Linked DNA regions of Triticum aestivum: region 1 is linked to region 2. Evidence: chromatin contacts called from public Hi-C data. All regions are on one chromosome and are shown on one strand. The core of a region is the stretch at or near the end of the contact, and the rest is flanking DNA. Distances in the headings are between cores, read along the strand shown.

What was found. Hi-C and Micro-C count contacts between places; a contact is called where the count stands out from the background.
Region 1: a contact with region 2 is called in a Hi-C map of leaf, with 2.6 times the contacts expected there. The contact joins the enhancer-like site here to the promoter of LOC123127425 in region 2. A contact is called at or near these places in 3 of 5 Hi-C or Micro-C datasets (leaf and root).

What each region holds. Positions count from the first base shown.
Region 1 is chr6A:273,354,251-273,358,930 of IWGSC CS RefSeq v2.1, reverse strand. No RefSeq gene overlaps it. Among protein-coding and RNA genes, the nearest start is that of LOC123127427, 11 kb to the left of the region's middle. Within about 2 kb of position 3,105, at least 1 of the 8 cell types and tissues checked has an H3K27ac peak or open chromatin away from gene starts, as enhancers often do. A contact at or near this core is called in leaf, where this site is marked.
Region 2 is chr6A:273,226,151-273,231,414 of IWGSC CS RefSeq v2.1, reverse strand. LOC123127425 (vesicle transport protein SFT2B) reads left to right here and starts at 2,580. Exons shown (of 5, transcript XM_044547128.1): 1 at 2,580-3,003. The coding sequence starts at 2,863.

The sequences.
Region 1 (4,680 bases), core at 1,856-4,355, 130 kb before region 2:
ACGCTACATAGAAGTTCTATATGTGTAGATAGAAAGAGCCTTGTGTTGATTATTTGGATTATTGGATAACTGGCTGGTTGTTTATGTTAGTTGTGTTCTCCAAGAGTTATTCAGGGTTCGTGTAAGTTTAATTGTATGTTTGTTTTTTGTCGCAATGTGTTTGGTTTCCATCTTCATATGTACTTTCATGTGGTTGGTTTTAACTCTTGTTTTTTTGGTTTGATCATTCCAGTCTTGTTAATTCCATGTGAGATAGATGATGTGCGTGCCTTTATAATGAAGGTACAAACGGTTATGCATCAATAATGCATATATTTTAGGATCCTCAACCACTAGAAAAGTTGGCCTAAAGTACCTAGCAAAATCATCTACTTTCCATCCAAGACGGAGAGCATGCTCACATGGTGATGGCGTCGGCCAGGGCCGTATGTCAGCAGGTGCAACCGGAGCGGTTGAACAGGGCCCCAAAAATTGGAGGGCCCCGGCTGCAGGTAATTAAGGTGTTAAACAGAGCATTAATTGGAGTAAAAAATGATGGAAATGTCGGACCCCAAGGCAGCTGCTTCTCCCTTCAATCCATCACCTCTCTCTCTCCAAATGCGTTGCAGCTATTCCAAAAAATCAATTTCACAGGCCCCAAATTAACTCATGGACCCATCGTTTCCTCCCCATCTTGATTCTTTTCCAATTCTCCTCGGCGCTAATGCTTCACGATTTCCCAAAAGAAAGGCATTAGTGGCAGCAAACTGGCATGGTCATGTACTCCAATCTTCTATATATTGGGGAGCTTTCCTCTCAATTCTCATATGCTCTTGTACATCATTTTTGGGGCCCTATAGCGATAGGAGTTGCCCCTTGCACTGCTTTGTGGCTGACCTACAATGAACCATCCAAGCTTCATTTGCAGTCTCCTATGATCAAAACCTACAGAGTCGTGGCAGTTCTCGGCACCCTATTTTTTTATTAGTTTATAAGTAGACTAGTACATCCAGTGGTGTAATTCTTTCTTGAACTTGTGCATCTGGTGGTGTAATTCTATATGAACATTAACACACTATACATTTTAATCCGCCCTTTCAAATGTCAGGGCCTAAATTTTGATTCGCTCCGGGCCTCTGATTTTCTAGGTACGGCCCTGGCGTCGGCAGTCGGCACACACCTTGGATATCTTATGGAGTTCATGGTCGAGCTGCAAAGAATGAATGAACCAAGGTTGCTCCGAGCGGACCTGATCTGCTCCTCGAGCATGGAAACAGGTTCGCGTCTCCAGGTCTCACACTTTTCCTCGCCACCTCCTGCTGCATCAACTCGCTCTTTTGCGCCTCCGGCTCCGATCCATCTTCCTCTCGGCCTTCACGCTGTACATGTACAAGGCAAGGCCCATTGGGAGTGGCCGAGCAGGTGGTCGATGTCGTGCATTGCCACCGATTACAGGTCGACGGCCGCGTCCCGCGTCCAGGGACGCGCACGACATGTTACCGCTGAGATCCGCGAGAAGGGCTACCAGAGGTTCGGCGTCCCGATGCGGCGGCACACCCTGGCCATCGCCATTACTATAGAGCGGTCGGGCCCTGCCGGCGGAGGGAAGGAGCCGATGTGCCGCTTGCACGAGAAGGTCCAGCGCTTGTGCCGGTGCTCGCGGTCAACGACGGCCTGGTCATGGGAGTGAGACGCGGCCTTGCCGTCGGCGTCTCTGGCCTGGCCGACGCCGGAGCTCCCCACGCGCTTCCTCTTCGCGTCGGGCATGGTAGCGAGGGAGTAGCTGCCCTAGTCCACGTAATGCGCGCACCAGGGGGGCACAACAGCACCGTCCACGTCCATGTCATGGCCACATCGAGCTGGAGCACCTTCAAGAAGATGTCCAGGTCGACACCCGGGCCGGCGAGCGATCGAGAGCGTGTTGATGACGTTCGTGAGGTGGTCGACCTCCCCGCTGCAGAGGATCAGGGTTTTGACGCATGCGTGGAATTTCTTGGCCGACTTGACGACGTCGGAGGGGTCGCTCGCGGCGTTGAGCACCTCCTGCCCCCGCAGTGCCTCCTTCCGCGGCAGCTGCATCCAGGTGGAACCGGAACCGTCCATCGATAGGCGAGAAGGCCCGCGCAAGTGTGCCCATAAGCCCGCCGAATGCCCCGCCATCATGTGGACGCCGGCATGGAACCCGGTCGTGATTTCGACTTCATACGCGTACGCCGTCTCCACGAAGCTTAGTGTTGTCGTTGCCGCCCACCATACGAACGTGGCCACAAACACCTTCATCGGCGTCGCCCGATTGATGGTCTCATCCCCTTTTGCTCGTTTATCAACACGATATGAAAACAAAGTTAATCCTCGCCATCGTCACGATGCGATGGCAGGTGCCCCTTGCTCGCCCTAGTGCACCGCGACGGCCTATGCAACCCGTCGAGGTAACACGCCGTACTCGTCCTCGCGGCATGGGACGGTGGGCGAGCAGAATTTGCAGCGTCGCTTCTTGCAGGACAACGATGCAGGAGAGTCGGAGGTGGTGTGGGACGTCTCCGAGGGCAGCGGCGAGGACTTCGTGATCACCACGAACCATGAGAGCACGAAGCAGCCAACTACAACCGTGATCCATGAAGCAAATCCACACCAAATCTTTCTATTTATAGGGCGATAACCGACCATGCACAAATTAAGCGGTCGTTGATCTAGAAAGCACCTATTAAGCGGCGAACGATCCAGAAGGAACCAATCAAGCGGTGGGTAAAAATAGCAGCCAAACAATAGAACATTGACACATCAACACAACAGCAATACGTGGCATAACTTAGAGAAGACAGTGGGAAAAACAAATCAAAACCATCTAACCCAAGCGGCCATCCGGAATACACGGGATACAAATCATGGCATGCACATAGTCCCATCACGCAGCGGTAATTATATCATGCATGCAACCCCAGATGCCATACACATGATCAGAAAATCGTGGCAAACCAGCGCATGCATGCTGCCAAAAATCCTGCAGCTCCTGACATCCCAGATAAGAACAACGTTTGACCCAGCAAGCAAATCCCAAAGAGATCCTAGCAGATAGCGGCCTCGGCCAACAGCAGCAAAGTTCGACAGTGACAGGACAACCGGACCAACAGCGGCCAATCAAAAACGCAAGAACGGCACAGATCGACAGCGATAGGACATCTGGGTAAACAGCGACCAATCAAAAAGCCGAAGAATCATCGAAGCAAAAAGACCTGTCAGGACGCAAACTTCACCGCAAGAACTGGCCCACACCCAGCAAAAATACTAAACGAACCAAACCAACCTGCACACACGTTCAAAAATTTGAAATGAAACACCGAATCCACAAAGCAATTCTACGCCGCCAGGTACCAAAATAATACCACTTGGCACATACAAGATTCACCATGGGTCTTTTTCATACAAATGGATCAATCTCACGGCAAAAACCTTGCATGGAATAGAGGCTAGGGTATTTCTCCGGCGATCGAATCGTTCGGTCCCATGTAACCAATTGATCCTCTTGTTTCCTAGCTTCCAAGTCTGGCGAATATATATACCAAGAACAACTCACTGCTGTTTCAGGCAAAGAACAGCCAAGATGCGTGCTTGAGATCCGATCGCGCAACTCTCATCCTCCTTCACCTTACGAGAATGTTAGCGTGACGACACCATCGGCGGGCGTGCTCCTAATGCTACTGGACGACATAAAGACGAAGTCATTGGGCGAGCACCGGACGGCGGCAGGTGATACACATCATGTTCGTGGGCATGGACGACATGGACCTCCTACCCAAACATGGTCGGTTCTCGAATGCCTCCCACTCCATCAACGCCACGTCTTAGTACGCTCAAGACAGCCTCGGCCAATTTGCCCACGTCGACTGACCTCCTCGACCCTGGCTCCCCTGTCTCCATCGTGGTCAGGGCGCCTTCTCCCTAGCCGTCACTCGCTCGTCATGGTTGCGCATGTCAACGCCCCTGACAAGCAGGACCCGCAGGGCAGCGGCCACTCCAGCCAAAGTCAGGCGGCCCAACTCGCATACCAGCGGGCCAGAATGGACGCACTGAAGCCCACCTCATCACTACAAGTATCGAGTGGTCAGGAGAGGGCCGTCATCCAATGGATCAAGGACGACGACGGCTACCACTTCCCTTACGAACCCTAGAGCTACTCTGTTCTTCCCATTCGAGAGCACCGCTCCCCTGTAATTGAATTTGTATTAGCTACTACTTCAGAGAGCAATATAGATCGATCCTCTTCGTACCTAACATCTGATATCAGAGACCAAATCCTACCACTCAATCCGCTCTGGCTCACCTCATCGAGACGAGAGGCCTGCGACAAATACGCGAGGCCATGGATCCGAGCGTCTCGTCCTTCCTTCGAGACCAAGATCGAAGCCGCCATCGATGACCTACTCGCGTGGCGCCCCGATCTTGAGCGCCGAGTGGCGGATCTGGGCGACGCCGTCACCGCTCTGCAACGAGCCAAAGCGCCTCCACCAGCCCGACCCGAGGCGGATCCGGTGCCTGAAGGCGTTGATGCGGTGATCAATCCACGAGGGCCCGATGGCCACGGCGATTTCCAGATCAAACAGGGGCCACCGGCGGGCTCCGAGCGACGCCACCGCCGCTCCCGGCTAACGGTACGACCACCGATCCCGTAACTCCAGTCCTGCTGTCACCGTTCGGCCACAC
Region 2 (5,264 bases), core at 1,331-3,830:
TTGTTGTTTTGATTGTTCACTTTGCCATGCCATGCCTCTATAAACCGGACATGCATCATACTTGGTTGTGCATCATGCCATGTTTATGTGATGGTTGTTTACCATGTTGTTTGCTTCTTTCCGGTATTGCTTCTTCGGGTTAGTTCTGATAACGTCGCGTTTGTGAGGATTCATTCGACTACGTCCGTTTGCCTTCTTATTGGACTCGTTCTTCTTCCTTGCGGGATTTCAGGCAAGATGACCATACCCTTGAAATCGCTTCTATCTTTGCTTGCTAGTTGTTCGTTCTATTGCTATGTCGTGCTACCTACCACTTGTTTATCAAGCCTCCCAAATTTCCATGTCAAGCCTCTAACCCACCTTTCCTAGCAAACCGTTGTTTGGCTATGTTACCGCTTTTGCTCAGCCCCTCTTATAGCGTTGCTAGTTGCAGGTGAAGCTGAAGTTTGTTCCATGTTTGGAACATGGATATGTCGGGATATTACAATATCTCTTATTTATTTAATGCATCTATATACTTGGTAAAGGGTGGAAGGCTCGGCCTTATGCCTGGTGTTTTGATCCACTCTTGCCGCCCTAGTTTCCGTCATACCGGTGTTATGTTCCTTAATTTTGCGTTCCTTACGCGGTTGGGTGTTATGGGAACCCCTTGAGAGTTCGCTTTGAATAAAACTCCTCCAGTAAGGCCCAACCTTGGCTTTAACATTTGCCACCTAAGCCTTTTTCCCTTGGGTTCTGCAGACCCAAGGGTCATCTTTATTTTAAACCCCCGGGCTAGTGCTCCTCCAAGTGTTGGTCCAAACTGGGCGATGTCCGGCGCCCCCTGGGCAACGAGGGTCTATGCCAACCCGACGTCTGGCCCATCTGGTGTGCCCTGGGAATGAGATACGTGCGACTCCTATCGGGATTTGTCGGCACATCGGGCGGCTTTGCTGGTCTTGTTTTATCATTGTCGAAATGTCTTGTAACTGGGATTCCGAGACTGATCGGGTCTTCCCGGGAGAAGGAATATCCTTCGTTGACCGTGAGAGCTTGTGATGGGCTAAGTTGGGACACCCCTGCAGGGTATAGACTTTCGAGACCCGTGCCCGCGGTTATGTGGCAGATGAGAATTTGTTAATGTCCGGTTGTAGAGAACTTGACACTTGACTTAATTAAAATGCATCACCCGTGTGTGTAGCCGTGATGGTCTCTTTTCGGCAGAGTCCGAGAAGTGAACACGGTCTTGTGTTATGCTTGAACGTTAGTAGCGTCAGGATCACTTCTTGATCACTTCTAGTTTCTCGACCATTGCGTTGCTTCTCTTCTCGCTCTTATTTGTGTATGTTAGCCATCATATATGCTTAGTGCTTGCTGCAGCTCCACCTTACTACCTTCTCCTACCCATAAGCTTAAATAGTCTTGATCTCGCGGGTGTGAGATTGCTTAGTCCTCGTGACTCATAGATACTTCCAAACAGTTGCAGGTGCCGATGATACCAGTGCAGGTGATGCAACCGAGCTCAACTGGGAGCTCGATGAAGATCTTGGTCGTTGTTATGTGTCTTTTTCGTTTGATCAGTAGTGGAGCCCAGTTGGGACGATCGGGGATCTAACATTTGGTGTTGTCTTCCTTTATTTTGGTTCCGTAGTCGGACCTTGATTGTATTCTGGATGATGTATGTTTTGTATTTGTATGAAGTGGCGATTGTAAGCCAACTCTTTATCCCTTTCTTATTCAGTACATGGGATCGTGTGAAGATTACCCCTCTTGCGACAAACCTACCATGAGGCAGGGGGGCGCGCCTAGGGGGTAGGGCGCACCCCCACCCTCGTGGTGGTCTCGTGACTCTTCTGATCCATCTCCGATACTCCGTGGGCTTCTTCTGGTCAAAAAATGATCTTCGTAAATTTTCAGGTCAATTGGACTCCGTTTGGTATTCATTTTCCGTGATACTCAAAAATAAAGAAATAACAAAAACCAGCACTGGGCTCTAGGTTAATAGGTTAGTCTCAAAAATCATATAAAATAACATATAAGACATCCTAGATGGATAATATAATAGCATGGAACAATCGAAAATTATAGATACGTTGGAGACGTATCAACGCCATACACATGCGTGCACCACAACACAAAATGGTGCACCCACGCAAACACACATCAAACATCACACACATGAGCACATCCGCCGCCGCCGGGTGCGACAATTTGGGAGGAGCTTGGTGGTGTGCACGAGCTCAAGAGGCAGGATCTCGCGAGAAGGCAACGACAGCGGAGGATTGCAGCTCGTGCAAGGCTGGAGTTCGCGAGCAGCACATGTCAACGACCTTTCTTCCGAGAGCTGTGGCCCGTGGGAGAGTAGCTCGTGCATGGGCGCAACGACGGGATGTCGAGTCGGCGAGTGGAGATCAAGGAAGGCCGAAGCCCATGTGTCCAGCGAGGAGGACGTGACTTGGAGGTAGCCATCGAGGCCATGGGAGTACATGGCTTCTTTGACGCTGTCATGGCCGCGGAATAGGGCAATCCAAATCTGAGCTGTTTCTCTACGCCGCGCAGATGCTAGGCTTCATCTCCAACCGAGCCAAATCGAGCGAGTGAGTCAGACTTACTCCTAGTCAGGGGCCGACACGCGCCTCCTCGCAACGTCAGCACCTGACAAGCGGGGCCCGCTGGTCAGTTGCGGCCTGATCCGGGAAAAAAAACCCGTAAAGTGGTTTCCCAGGCCCAATTGTGGTACCAAAGTGAACTCCGCTGGCCGTGAAAGAACACTGCGCCATCTTCCTCGCCGGACGGGATCCTCCCGCACCAGCCTTCACCGACGGGTCGCTGGCCGTGCTTTCGAGGCTGCCCCCATCGGAGATTCCCAGTATCTGAGCTAGCATGGATAGGATGCGGGATGCCTTGGAGCGGGTCAAGATGCTGGTCGGCATGGAGTTCGACGAGGAGTCCGCGCCGCCGCCGCCTGAGGAGCAGTCCTTCTTCGACGACATCAACCGGCACTGCACCCTCAACACCACCCAGGAAAGCCGCCGCCTCCTCCTCCTCCGTTCCCCATCTTTTACTTGCTACCTCTCGGACCCGAGGCGTCTCCGCTCAGATCTGGCTGTGAGAGTCACCCGGGACTATCAGCCAAGATAATGCCAACTACGTAGTTGCAGTCATTACCTTCTCGGGGACTGGCCAGCAAGGATTGATGAGGATAGGTCGCGGTAGAACATCTCCATCAATGCGGCTACGCTGCTCATCAAATCTGGGTTACTGTTCTTGTTGTATATAGTGGTTGTACCACAGAACTGAAATCCAAGACCTTTCGATTTTGTTTTTCTGTGTGCAGAGGTTGTATGGTTTTGCGACATGCTTGGCTGCCGGTTTGACTTGCACTTTCTTGGTGAGTTTACCTTACCTGCCTTATCAGCATTCTTATGCGCAGTTCCCCTATTTTTTTTTCTGCACGTGTAACATCGCCTGATTAATAGTATTTTTTTTTCTTCCTGAACGCTGTTATTTGTACCTATTCCGATGCTACACCCTTGCAGTATGTTCTTTAACCTTCGGGTTTAAGTCATCTTCTTATGCTTTATCAGGCCGTCTCCTTTTGGATCTCATATGGAGATAACATCGTGTATGATTAGGAGTTCTTGTTAGTATTCACGATGTTTTGCCAATTTGGCACACGGCATTAGCAGTAAATTTAAAATAAAAAGCATTTTGGAGAGCTGGTTTTTATTTTTCTAGAGCTCCTTGGATGTCATTAGCTTTTGTGGCACTCTCTTGTCACAGAGAATGCCAGAAGCTTGGCGCCACTTCATCCATCCGGCTTTGATTCGATGGTTCACATCTTCATCAATACCCCCATCCTCCTGCAGCATTGACCCCAAATACCGAAAGGTGTCCTTCAGTACTACTAGGTGTGAGGAGGAGGTTAGCCTTGATGGCCAGGTGGTACCTCAGAAGGACACCTTTCGGTATTTGGGGTCAATGCTGCAGGAGGATGGGGGTATTGATGAAGATGTGAACCATCGAATCAAAGCCGGATGGATGAAGTGGCGCCAAGCTTCTGGCATTCTCTGTGACAAGAGAGTGCCACAAAATCTAAAAGGCAAGTTCTACAGGACGGCGGTTCGACCCGCAATGTTGTATGGCGCTGAGTGTTGGCCGACTAAAAGGCGACATGTTCAACAGTTAGGTGTGGCGGAGATGCGTATGTTGAGATGGATGTGTGGCCACACGAGGAAGGATCGAGTCCGGAATGATGATATACGAGATAGAGTTGGGGTAGCACCAATTGAAGAGAAGCTTGTCCAACATCGTCTGAGATGGTTTGGGCATATTCAGCGCAGGCCTCCAGAAGCTCCGGTGCATAGTGGGCGGCTAAAGCGTGCGGAGAATGTCAAGAGAGGGCGGGGTAGACCGAATTTGACATGGGAGGAGTCCGTTAAGAGAGACCTGAAGGATTGGAGTATCACCAAAGAGCTAGCTATGGACAGGGGTGCGTGGAAGCTTGCTATCCATGTGCCAGAGCCATGAGTTGGTTGCAAGATCTTATGGGTTTCACCTCTAGCCTACCCCAACTTGTTTGGGACTAAAGGCTTTGTTGTTGTTGCTGCTGATAGGCCCCCTTTGTGTCCACGTAGAGGCCTCTTGAGTCATATGTGAGTTTTGCGCGCCGTCTCTCTTCCGGTTGCACATGTTGACTTGTCTTCCCCGTCACACGTGAGAGGGGGTGTTACAGTATACGTGGATTGCACCCGCCTTTTCATCAGCTCAAACTTTTGGTTGCGTTGGCTAGTGCATGAAGCTTAACAATATAAAGCCTTGTATATATTTCTGCACTAATATCATTGTTGTTGTGTTCAATGAATATCATGTGTCTTGCCCGGTGTTTTTACTACTGGTAATTCTATTAACCATGAAAATAAAAAACAGCTAGACTAAACATTTTGTTAGAGTTTGTCAAATGTCTATAAAATCAGTCTGAACTGGTTGAATTGTTTTCTTATGGCTCTAATTGGTAACTGTTTTTAAAGGGCCAGTCCTGCAAATGAATAAAAATATGTTCTTATTGAAGGGTTACATCAGCTACAGAGCTACCTTTTTTTTGTAGGGAGCTACTTCTAATTTTCATGCACACAATGTATTTGACGGTCATGGTTCCTCTTTTTCTAAAGGGGTAGTCCTTTTAGTTGTAGTCATTCTCTATCCTTCTAGGCTAGCATGGGTCATCGGGGCTGCATCCTGTTCTTCTCTTTTACCTATGGAAGTTCTCCATCCCGATCTTCGTC